2 separate regions of the Mus musculus genome follow, and region 1 is linked to region 2. The links are chromatin contacts, called in public Hi-C maps. All regions are on one chromosome and are shown on one strand. Each heading gives the region's core, a stretch centred on a gene start, on an enhancer-like site or on the middle of the called end of the contact. The rest is flanking DNA. Distances are from core to core; before and after follow the strand shown.

What was found. A called contact is a pair of places that touch in the nucleus more often than the background predicts.
Region 1: a contact with region 2 is called in a Hi-C map of the N1E-115 cell line, with 4 times the contacts expected there. The contact joins two enhancer-like sites. A contact is called at or near these places in 2 of 15 datasets of contacts at CTCF or cohesin (the NIH/3T3 cell line and embryonic stem cells), 11 of 484 Hi-C or Micro-C datasets (the N1E-115 cell line, bone marrow-derived macrophages, embryonic fibroblasts and 6 more), 12 of 115 datasets of contacts at active chromatin or transcription factors (T-cell acute lymphoblastic leukemia, embryonic basal ganglia, embryonic fibroblasts and 8 more) and 3 of 9 other capture datasets (adipose tissue, liver and pancreatic islet).

What each region holds. Positions count from the first base shown.
Region 1 is chr14:64,045,093-64,049,939 of GRCm38.p6, reverse strand. No RefSeq gene overlaps it. Among named protein-coding and RNA genes, the nearest start is that of Prss55, 38 kb to the left of the region's middle. Within about 2 kb of position 3,504, at least 26 of the 459 cell types and tissues checked have an H3K27ac peak or open chromatin away from gene starts, as enhancers often do. A contact at or near this core is called in the N1E-115 cell line, where this site is marked.
Region 2 is chr14:63,920,978-63,926,111 of GRCm38.p6, reverse strand. No RefSeq gene overlaps it. Among named protein-coding and RNA genes, the nearest start is that of Sox7, 20 kb to the left of the region's middle. Within about 2 kb of position 3,546, at least 36 of the 459 cell types and tissues checked have an H3K27ac peak or open chromatin away from gene starts, as enhancers often do. A contact at or near this core is called in the N1E-115 cell line, where this site is marked.

The sequences.
Region 1 (4,847 bases), core at 2,255-4,754, 120 kb before region 2:
ATGCAGCAAATGTAAATATGTTTGTATCTTGATAGATCTCTAACTTTCATCTCATGCAAAAATCTAAATAGTTACCCCTTAGTATCCATAGGGGACTGATTCTAAGGTCCCACACAGGCAGGGGTCCAGACCTCCAGAAATTCAAGCCCCTTATAGAAAATGGCATATTCTTCGCATGAAACTCATGCGCATATTTTAAATCATCTATACACTACTTATCGTACTTAACATGATGTGAATGTTATGTCAGTATTTGCTCTGATGTATTGTTTAGGGAATAATGGGGGAAAATGTCTGCATGTTCAGAACAAAGACAGCCAATGTAGATAGACCTAATCTAGCTTGGTGTCCACAAACCCTTCACTTCTCGGACACAAAACTCCCGGTTTCTGAAGACCACTGTGTGTGGCTTGTGCAGAAACCTCTGTTTTGGTTGAAGATGCTTGGTGTCTTAACCTGTTCCACTTTCCCCTGTTGACAAGGCTCCAGGCAAAGTAGCTGCCCTGGGAACTGCAATGCAAGCAACAGAGCAGTAGAGGGCACTGCTTACCTAAACACAACTCATGAACCCAGCAGGAACTAGAATTCTGATCCCTAAGGGTGATCAATCATCCAAACTGTCCTCAGGGCTCCTCCAAGCCCTGTCCAAATCAGGCCACTGAACAAGAAAGCTCTTGGATCACAAAGAGCTTCCTTGCCTTGCCCAGGAACTCAGAACTCAAACCTGGTGAGCCGTCCTCTGCGGAGAACCGTTCACACCAGCCTGTGGCCATTGTGTGGTGTTTCCTCCTGTTCTTCTTGTTCTGTTCCACTGACTTTGAACCTTGCCTTCACATCTCAGGAGATCAAATTACTTCCTTCACGATGCCTCCCCTTTAGTATTCTCATTTACCGGGCAGTCACTGCCGTGTTGTTGTCTTTGGGGTGGAGGACAGGGTAGCGTAGGGATAGTAGTACAAACTGCACCCACTTTAAACCTTGGCAGAGTAAGATTAATATTGCTTCAGAGACAAGGAGAAAGATGGGTCTCGGAGTCACTCTCACTAGGCAGCGCTTCTTGGAAAATGACCCTGACAAACAGACAGACAGACACACACACACACAGACACACACACACACAGACAGACAGACACACACACACACACACACACAGACACACACACACACACACACACACACAGACACACACACACACACACACACACACACACAGACACACACACACACACACAGACACACACACACACAGACACACACACACACACACACAATACCATTGCCTCAGGGGCAGCCAGGCCTTTGTGGGTACAGTCACAGCCTGGGTTGAGTTTTTGGCCTTGGTGTGCACACCTTTCATCCCAGCACTTGGGAGGCAGAGGCAGGTGGGTCTGAGTTTAAGGCTGGCCTGGTTCCCAGGCTAACCAGCGCTATAGAGTGAGACGGTGCCACAATAAGTAAACACACAAAAAGTCAAAACAAACAATGCAGGTCCTGCTCCAGTGGGAAATGCTCATCATGGAGGGAACCCCATGGGAACTTGGGAACTCTGTATACCTCAACTTTCTTGTGAGCCTAAAACCACCTCCGATGATAAAGCCTTTATCAACATATGCTAATTGTGATTTATTTATTCTTTCCAAATGAACGTTGACTTCCAGACCTATGGGCTCACGATCTCACCTTGTTTTCCTGAAAGACCTCCAAACTGTTGAGGAACCACCAAGCCCAGCTCTCCCCATCTGCAGATCCCAGGATGCTTGTGAGTTTAGGCTCACAACTCTGTCAGCGTTCCACTCGGAGCATAGATGTCACGAGGTTGAGATAGCACTGATGTGCCCTAGTGTCCTAGGTGTCCTAGCGGCACATGGAGTGTGTGTGCATTCAACGTTCCACGGTAACCAGAATGCAGAAGCAAGGGGCTTTGAAATTCTTTGGGGCAGTGACTTCCTGCTCTGATGTGAGGAGACCCTTCTGCATCTATCTTGTCTCCAATCCTAGAGTTTCTGTCTTCTTAAGGGCTTGAGTCTTGTTAGCTCACAAGTGTCATGAACTTTTTTTGTTTCTAGAAATTTCTAGACTCTGGGTACATAAAATTGGTGAAAATTATGCTATTTTCTCTAAATTCCTACTTGACTGGGGTAAGGTAAGGTGATATTTCAGAAATTATGATACACAGAGGATAGTGTGATTTTCTTCACAAAAATCCACATTTCTGATTTCCCCCAGGCAGATGAAAGGTGGGTGGTCTCAGACTCAGGGCTCAGAGATTTCCAGGACAAGACCTGACCAAGAAGCTGTAATATCTGATGTTGCCAGCAGGGGGCGAGGGAGATACACCACCTGTAAATGAAGCACTAACCTAGCTGCTGGTGTTTTGTTTTGTTTTTGTGGGTTTTTGTTTGTTTTGCTTTTTGTGTTTTTGTCTGTTTTGCTTTGTTTTGTTTTGTTTTTCAGGGTAATAGAACAGCTGGGAGGCTTCTCCTGTACCCATAAGCCCTGATGATGGGTGCTACCCGAAGAAGCAGAAAAGAGCTTGAGACCCAAACTTTGAGAGGGGCTGCCCCAGACCTCTTGAGGTCTCTCTCACTCTCCTGGTGGATGAGACAAAATAAAACACAGATTGCCTGATTACTCTTGCATTTCAGTGTAGCATTTAAGTGTTTGAGCTAAACATTACATGACTATATCTGTTTTGTTTCATTTATTTGAGATCAGCTCAGTATTAGCCGAGGATGACCCTGACCCTCTGGTCTGCACCTCCAGTACTCTGGTGTTTGCCACCATATCATAGGGATAAGACATTTTTAAAGCTCTTATTCACTGATTTAAATATTCAAATTTAATTAGGTGTCTAATAGTTTAATTTGTTGCATCAGCACCACCCACCTTCCTTAGTGCCCAAGAGTATTCTAGGCTAGTGCAGACCCAAAACAAATTGCTCCCACTTCCTGCTAGACCTTGTTCCCCAATCCCTGGGTAGAAGCTGTCATATTGAGTCTAAACCATTCACTTCAGAAAACGGTTCAGGAACTACAGATGGCACCGTTCCTCCCAACCACCAGCCTAATGTCCATTAAGAGCAGTCCCTGAAGCGTTTTTCTTTTCCCTGCCTTCCTTGACTTTCTCCATAGCACCAGCCTATGCTTCACCGTCATGGACCAGAGATTTCAGTTCCCGTGGGACATCGCAGTGAGGGCAGAGACCCAGCAGTGCCACACGTGCCTCCTGAGGTCACCAGGACTAGAGTCTGTTCTTCTTTATTCTCTCCTTTAACAACCCTGAAGAGAGCAGGGTCAGCCAAATGTTGCCCTAGTGGACCAGTTTGTCCGGGCTCTGGGATGGGCCTGAGGGGCCGATTGTGTGGCGGGACACCTGGCATCCACCACCCAGGCGACAGCCTCAGTGGTGGCCATGCTTTCCTGTGCAGCCACCACAGTGTGTGGAATGCTGATAAGGGAACAATGTAGCAGAGGAAAAGTGGCAGCACTTGGACAATGAGCAGCGGGCGGCAGCAGGGGCTCTCCCAGGCTGTGGCTCAAGGACTGAGTCCCAGAATCAGAGCCGACTACCCTGTGTGGGACAATGAGCTGAGCGGCTGGCGGCGGGGCGGGCGGCGGCGGCGGGGGCGGTGGGGGGCTCTCCCAGGCTGTCGCTCAAGAATCAACAGAGACTACTCTCTGGGTATTGTAAGCTCTATTCCCCAGGGGAGCTGCTCCATCCAGGAGCTTCCCCTGCCAGTCAGCCTACAAGCCTCTTTTCTTTTCACCGTGGAGCAGACAGAGCTACGAATCCAAGAAGGGCTCTTGCAACCGTCCCATGCTGGATGGCAAGAGCTTCCAGGAGAGCCCAGAGCAAGCTTCTCCAGTTCTTTCCCGTGTTCCCCAGTAGTTAGGGCATGAACTGAAGACAAGAATCAGCACAGAGCGTTCAGTTATAACTTTGAACATAAATGGGCTAAATTCCCAACCAAAAGACACAGACTAGGGCCACTGAGATAGCTCAGTAGGTAAAAGCACTTGTGCCAGCTTGACTACCTGCATTCAAAAGACAGTGGTGGAAGGAATTGACCAACTCCTGAGTATTCTTCTCTGGATTCCAGACCCAGGCATTGTCACATGCATGAACACACACATATGCACATGCACAGAATTATTTTAAAAATATAAGCAAGTAAGATGGATTTGAGAAACAAAAACCATATATTTGGTTTTGTTTGTTTGTTTGTTTGTTTGTTTTGTGAGACAGGGTTTCTCTGTGTAGCCCTGGCTGTCCTGGAACTCACTCTGTAGACCAGGCTAGCCTCAAACTCAGAAATTCGCCTGCCTCTGCCTCCCGAGTGCTGGGATTAAAGGTGTGCACCACCTCGCCCAGCCCCAACCATATATTTGTTATCTTCAAAAAACATATGACACCATCAAAGTCAAATTCAGCCATAAAAAAGGCTTTTCACCCCACTCTGGAAGTTAGACTGAAACAAATAAGATCTTAGGTAGGCCTGATAGTCACTTAGACAGGCTAGCCCTTGGGGGCTTTAGGGAAACCACACACCCTGAGACTTGTGCCCAATAAGACACCAAGCTGCCTCATGGTTAAATGATGCACACATATCACCCCATTTGTTTCCCGGAGGTTTAGCTACCTTGCAGCCAAGACATACTTTTTATAACAGGAGAACTGTCGTTGGCAGTGCACAGAACACAAGGGTGGTGGATATAAAATCACTCCCTGTGGGATACAGCCACTGTAGACCCAGTCCCTGGTGCAGGAGAAGCCTTGTATGTCTGCTGTCCCTTCCTGGTCACAGCTCAGAGCATGGTTTACGACCTGCCTGGCCCTTCATTGGTGAG
Region 2 (5,134 bases), core at 2,297-4,796:
ACTTATCTGCTGGGTGTGGAGTGGATCAGGGCTGGAGCTGTGGATGGATCCTGCTTTGGAAGCTCCCCAGCTGTGTCTCTCCCTCTTCCAGCTCACTTAGCATCGTTTGTTCACCTCCGATGGGCAGCACCTTGCCTCAGCACGGTGGAGTTTTGCAATCCCTCCCAGCTAAATTGCAACAACTTGCTCGACTTGGGGCTGCCTTGGAGTCCCTGGCAAGGTAAGGATCCCAAAGCCTGTCACCTGAGAAGTCTGAGTCAACGTAAGCCCATCCCAGCCCTGCCCCAGGGCCTGCTCACAGGTTGCCACCTCCAGTGGCCAGCCCTAAGCCTTCCTGGGACTCAGCTGGCTTCAGGATGACCTGACCACGCCCTTCAGTGTCTCATCCGAGCTCGTCAGGCCTGCACATCATCAGGGCTTGAGAGCTTGAGAGCCCTGATAATGGCCTACATCAGAACTCTCGTTCCAGGCCGTGTGTGCTGAGAGGATGGCTGCCACCTTGCCTGTGATTGGGCTCCCATGAGGAGCATCTACTTTTAAAGACGGTTTCTTTAGAGTATGTCTAGGGACACAGAAAGTTTAAGAAGAAGGTAGGGATTGCCCATGTGTCCCTGACCCCCATTCATCCAGGTGCTCCTAGTACCACTCCCTATACCCCCATACCAGGGCCAGGTGGTAGCTACGGTAAGTGGACATCTCCCAGAGTCCACAGTGGATGTGGAATCCTTTCAGGAGCTTACTCAGTCTTGCTTTGGACAGTGTGTTCTGTGTCCTTGTCCTTGTCATAGTAAGCACTGGCTTTGTATGTTCTCTTTTGGCCCACTGGAGGCAGAGAGTACCAGCTTCCAGTATCAGTGGTTGGGTATTTTGCTAGGTCCTACTTACCCTTAATCCCTCTGCCACCAAGTGAAGAAAGGAGACTTGGAAGAAAGGCCTTGAGGAGTCATATGAGGGTCTAGTGGTCGGGTGGGTCACAAGGAAGGTCCTTCAGGAGGGGTGGGTCTCATATATACTGTGTAATAAGTTACATGTCTATTGCTGTGATAAAACACCATGACCAAAGGCAACCTACATATGAAAGCATTTGTTTTGGCTTATGGCTGTAGAGGGATAGAAGTTCATCATAGTAGGAGAGGCATGGCACCAGGAATAGGAAGCTGAGAGGTTACACCTAAACTGCAAACAGGAAGCTGAGAGGGCAAACTGGAGGTGGGGTGAGGCTGTAAACTCTCAATGTCCACCCCCAGTAATATGCCTCCTCTAGCAAGGCTCTGTGACCTAAAGGTTTCATCATCTTCCCAAACAGCACTACCAAGTGTGCTCAAATACAGGAGCATTTCTAAGGGGGAACATTTCTCATTCAAACCACCATAGTCAATTCCCTGGGGCCCCATAGGCTCATGGCCATATCGATGCAAGACATTTAGTCCATCTTCAAAAGTCCCCACAGTTTTTCACAGTCTCAACATGGTTTAAAAGTCCAGAGGCTCTTTTGAGATTCAGGGCAATCTCTTAGCTGCGAGCCCCTGTAAAAGAAAAACAAATGACATATTTCCAACATACGGTGCACAACACACTCTCTTATCCCAAAGGGGAACAGAAAAAGCAGAATGAGGGAACGGTGGACAGGAGTCCATCAAGGAGGACCCCAAATCTTGCAGCACCTTGCCCATTGTCTGTGACTTGAATTCCAAAGGGTTTTTTAATGGCTTTGCACCCCCAGCTTTGCTGCATGTAACATCCATTAATTTGGGGCTGGTTCTACTTCCTGTATACATCTCTCTCTATGGCAGATGTCTCTGGCATCTCTAACATCTCCCAAACCTCAGACTTCACTTTTATAGCTTCACACAGTGGTCTCTCTGGACCTCCATGCTGTGACTCCGAGCCAGAACTATGGAGCCATGGCACTGGGGAGCATGTCCCAGAGATTTGAGAGTGGGAAGGAAGCCCGGATGCATGTGGGTAGTGCCCACAGGCAGAGGGTGCTAAGCCGTGAGCTTCAGGACAGGCCTGCTTCATGCATATTGGTGGACAGGGGAGAGCAGCTGAAAACTCCACGCCAGAGTTGCTGTCTGTGGGTGCATGTGGTTCCCATGGCAACAGCAGGTCCAGAAGGCAGCCAGGGAAGATGAGCTAGAGCTCCCTGATTACGCCTAGGATTTGAGGGCGCTGGAAAAAGCCCCCTGTAGAGATAGGGTTAAAGCTTGATATCACTGGGTTCCTGGACTAGGAACTGTCCAGGATGCAGCAGAAATGCAGGTCAGGAGCATCTCTACAGAGGGGGAGGGGAGAACAGCACGGAATACCCCCCAAACATTTAGGGTGTGTGGAGCCCTCTCCTGCCAGGTGGAGGGCAAGAAGAGCCACGGAGTGGAGAGGAGACTGGAGAGGACATTGTAGGATGGCTGGAGGAATGGAGGTGAGAGTAGAAACATTTGTCACACTCTTCATCCATGAGCCTCCAGACTAACCACCACCCGACATTTTAACTGACATTTTGACCATTCAATGGTTGACTTGGTCCCTTCCAGGCTAAAGGGTTCTCTCTGGCACTGGATGGAGTAGGTTGTCTCCCAGCTCCTTCCATCCTTGTCTCCGCAGCAGACCTGCTATGGCAGAGCCACTGGAGGGTAGCTGGGCTCTGGCATTCACATGGACTCCAGGGTGGGCAAAACTCATGCCTATTGCAAAATGTGTGAGGAGCACAGAGAATGAGCATCAGTTCATCAGCTAGAAATGCTGTTGATAGAGAGATTTTAGTACAAACTCACCCCAGGTTCAGGTCAGGCTGGCAAAGACCTTCTGAAAGCTTCCAGTCCAACTGGGGCACAGACCAGGATGCTCTCAGGATGAAACACTGCTTGAATGGAGGGGAGGGGGCTTGAGCCTGGGCTCGTGCGATGGGATTATCTCAGGATCTACTGGTCTGCTCTAAAGGACACACTGGGAATGTGGGGAGATCTTCATGGGTCAGCTCTTCTACCGTGAGCAGCCTGAAGCCTAAAGTTGGTGATCAAGACATGTTTTTACAATAACTGTTTTTTGGCATCTACGTTCACTTTCCCAAGGGAATCCAGTGTGGAAAATTCCAGATGTAATTAGCTACCAAGTCCTTTCCTCGGTAAAAGAACTCACTGCAGGCTTCCTTACATGGTTACTCCTTACATGAAAATTCAACTCAGGTTCTCAGTCCATTCACTAGCCAGTCCCTAACTACAGGATCACCTCTACATGAACTCTGGAGTGGCTCGCTTTCTCTGTTCCCTTCTTTACACAATGTCTCTGTCTGCCTTTTTCTCCTTTTGCTGGATCCAGAAGGGCTTGTTCGAGTCATTTTAATATATTCAGTCTTTCCTAAATAGACTACTTGTATGCAAGGTTAGTCACCTCCTTTATTAGGACACGGTACTAATTTGCTCATGAATAATGGTACACCATAAAAGCACGCACCGGGCACCCGATCTGACCTCTTCCACTCCATGCCAGCACAACAGGCTCTAAACTGCAGCGGCTGCAGAAGCTGAGAGAGATAAACAGGGTGGCGGGTGGGGAGGAAGTTCTTACTCAAATCTAAATACAGCCGCTGCTTGCTGATCCAAGAGCTGAGATCACTGGGAGAGATTGCAAGGGAACTTTTCTGGTGCTGATTCTTCTGAGCAAACAGGTCTCGGCCTGCTCCTGCCACTCAGGGGACAGGTGAAGAAGAGAGAAACAGAGGCATGGCCTGTGCAAGGAAGCAAATGCTGGTTTGGGTTTTATCTTCCAAAAGCATCAATATTTACTGCAAAGTAGAAGGTTCTTTTAACCAGTCTTCAACACAGGTTGTAAGAAGCTGACTTAGTCAAGTTCCCAACAACTGCAGGGGCCAAGGTGGAAAAGGAGGCCCCTTTGGGGATTTCCAATTCACCCAAGGGTATGTTCTCATGGACAGGTAAAACCAATGTGGGTTAGCTGTGGAGTCTGCCAGCTGCTTCCTATGTGCAGGTAAGTAACCCAGCAATGGGACAATGCAAGCCAAGGGCCTACAAGGCAGGTAAAGCTGGAATTGAGAGTTAGGTTGGGCCCAGGATGGTATAGAGATGGATGGTGCTGGGGCATCATGGGGCTTTAGGGCAGCATAAATCTCCAGCCATCACAAAAGGCTCTTCTGCAAAGGGGAGAGGAATGACGGTTACCTCACAGGGCCAAATGACAATTTAACAAGTTGATTTATTTAAAGTGCTTGGAATAGGGCCCAGCACAAAGACTGTGCTTAATGATAATTGTCTATTAAAATCCACAGAAAAAGGTTGTTGCAAGACAACATGGGGGCAGCTTGTCAGAGGGCTGCTCTTTTTTCTGGGAACTTTTCCTCTAATGAGGCTGCTGAGGAGAGCAATGAAGGATGCAGGATTGCTGCATTCTCATCCAGTGTTGTAACTCAGGCAAAGGGGAGACTTGTGTGCTAATGATTTTATAAGTATCCAGACTATCACATGCAGTTCCCTGTGTGCTTATCTTATTATTCCAACTTCCCCTCTGACCCATGGAACAGTCTCAGAGGGAGACCAGTGGGAAAACATGAAAACGGAGCCTTCTGGAGAAAGTGTTCTGTCTTTTTCAAAGCCAATGATCGTACACCACTCTTAGCTAATTAAGTACATGCCTTCCCCCGCCACCCCCACCTACCTATTTAAGACCATTGAGTGGTAGTTACTAGGTATAGCAACTTGCTTGATCTTCAGCACTACAAAATACACAAAGATCACCCAGGAGCCCACTAAAACTACAGTCATACTCTATATCTCTCTATAGAGGGTGACTTGAAGCCACCTGCATGTGGCTGCTGGGGATTCATCTCCCCAGTTAGTCTAGATGGACCTCACATGTTCCTGATCATGCAAACAAGCCTATTCTTTTCTCCTCTCCCTACTTCCCTTTCCTACACCAGGAATGGAGCCAGGCAAGCTCTCTGTCACTGAACTCCAGCCCTTGCCTCAGTTTACTAATCTAGGGATTTACTAAGTTCAATAGAACAGGGGCTGGAAGATGGCTCATCTCTTAAGAACACTTACTATTCTTGGTGAGAACCCACTTTGGGTTCCTTCCCAGCATCCCGTAACCATACATAACTCCAGTTCCAGAGGATATG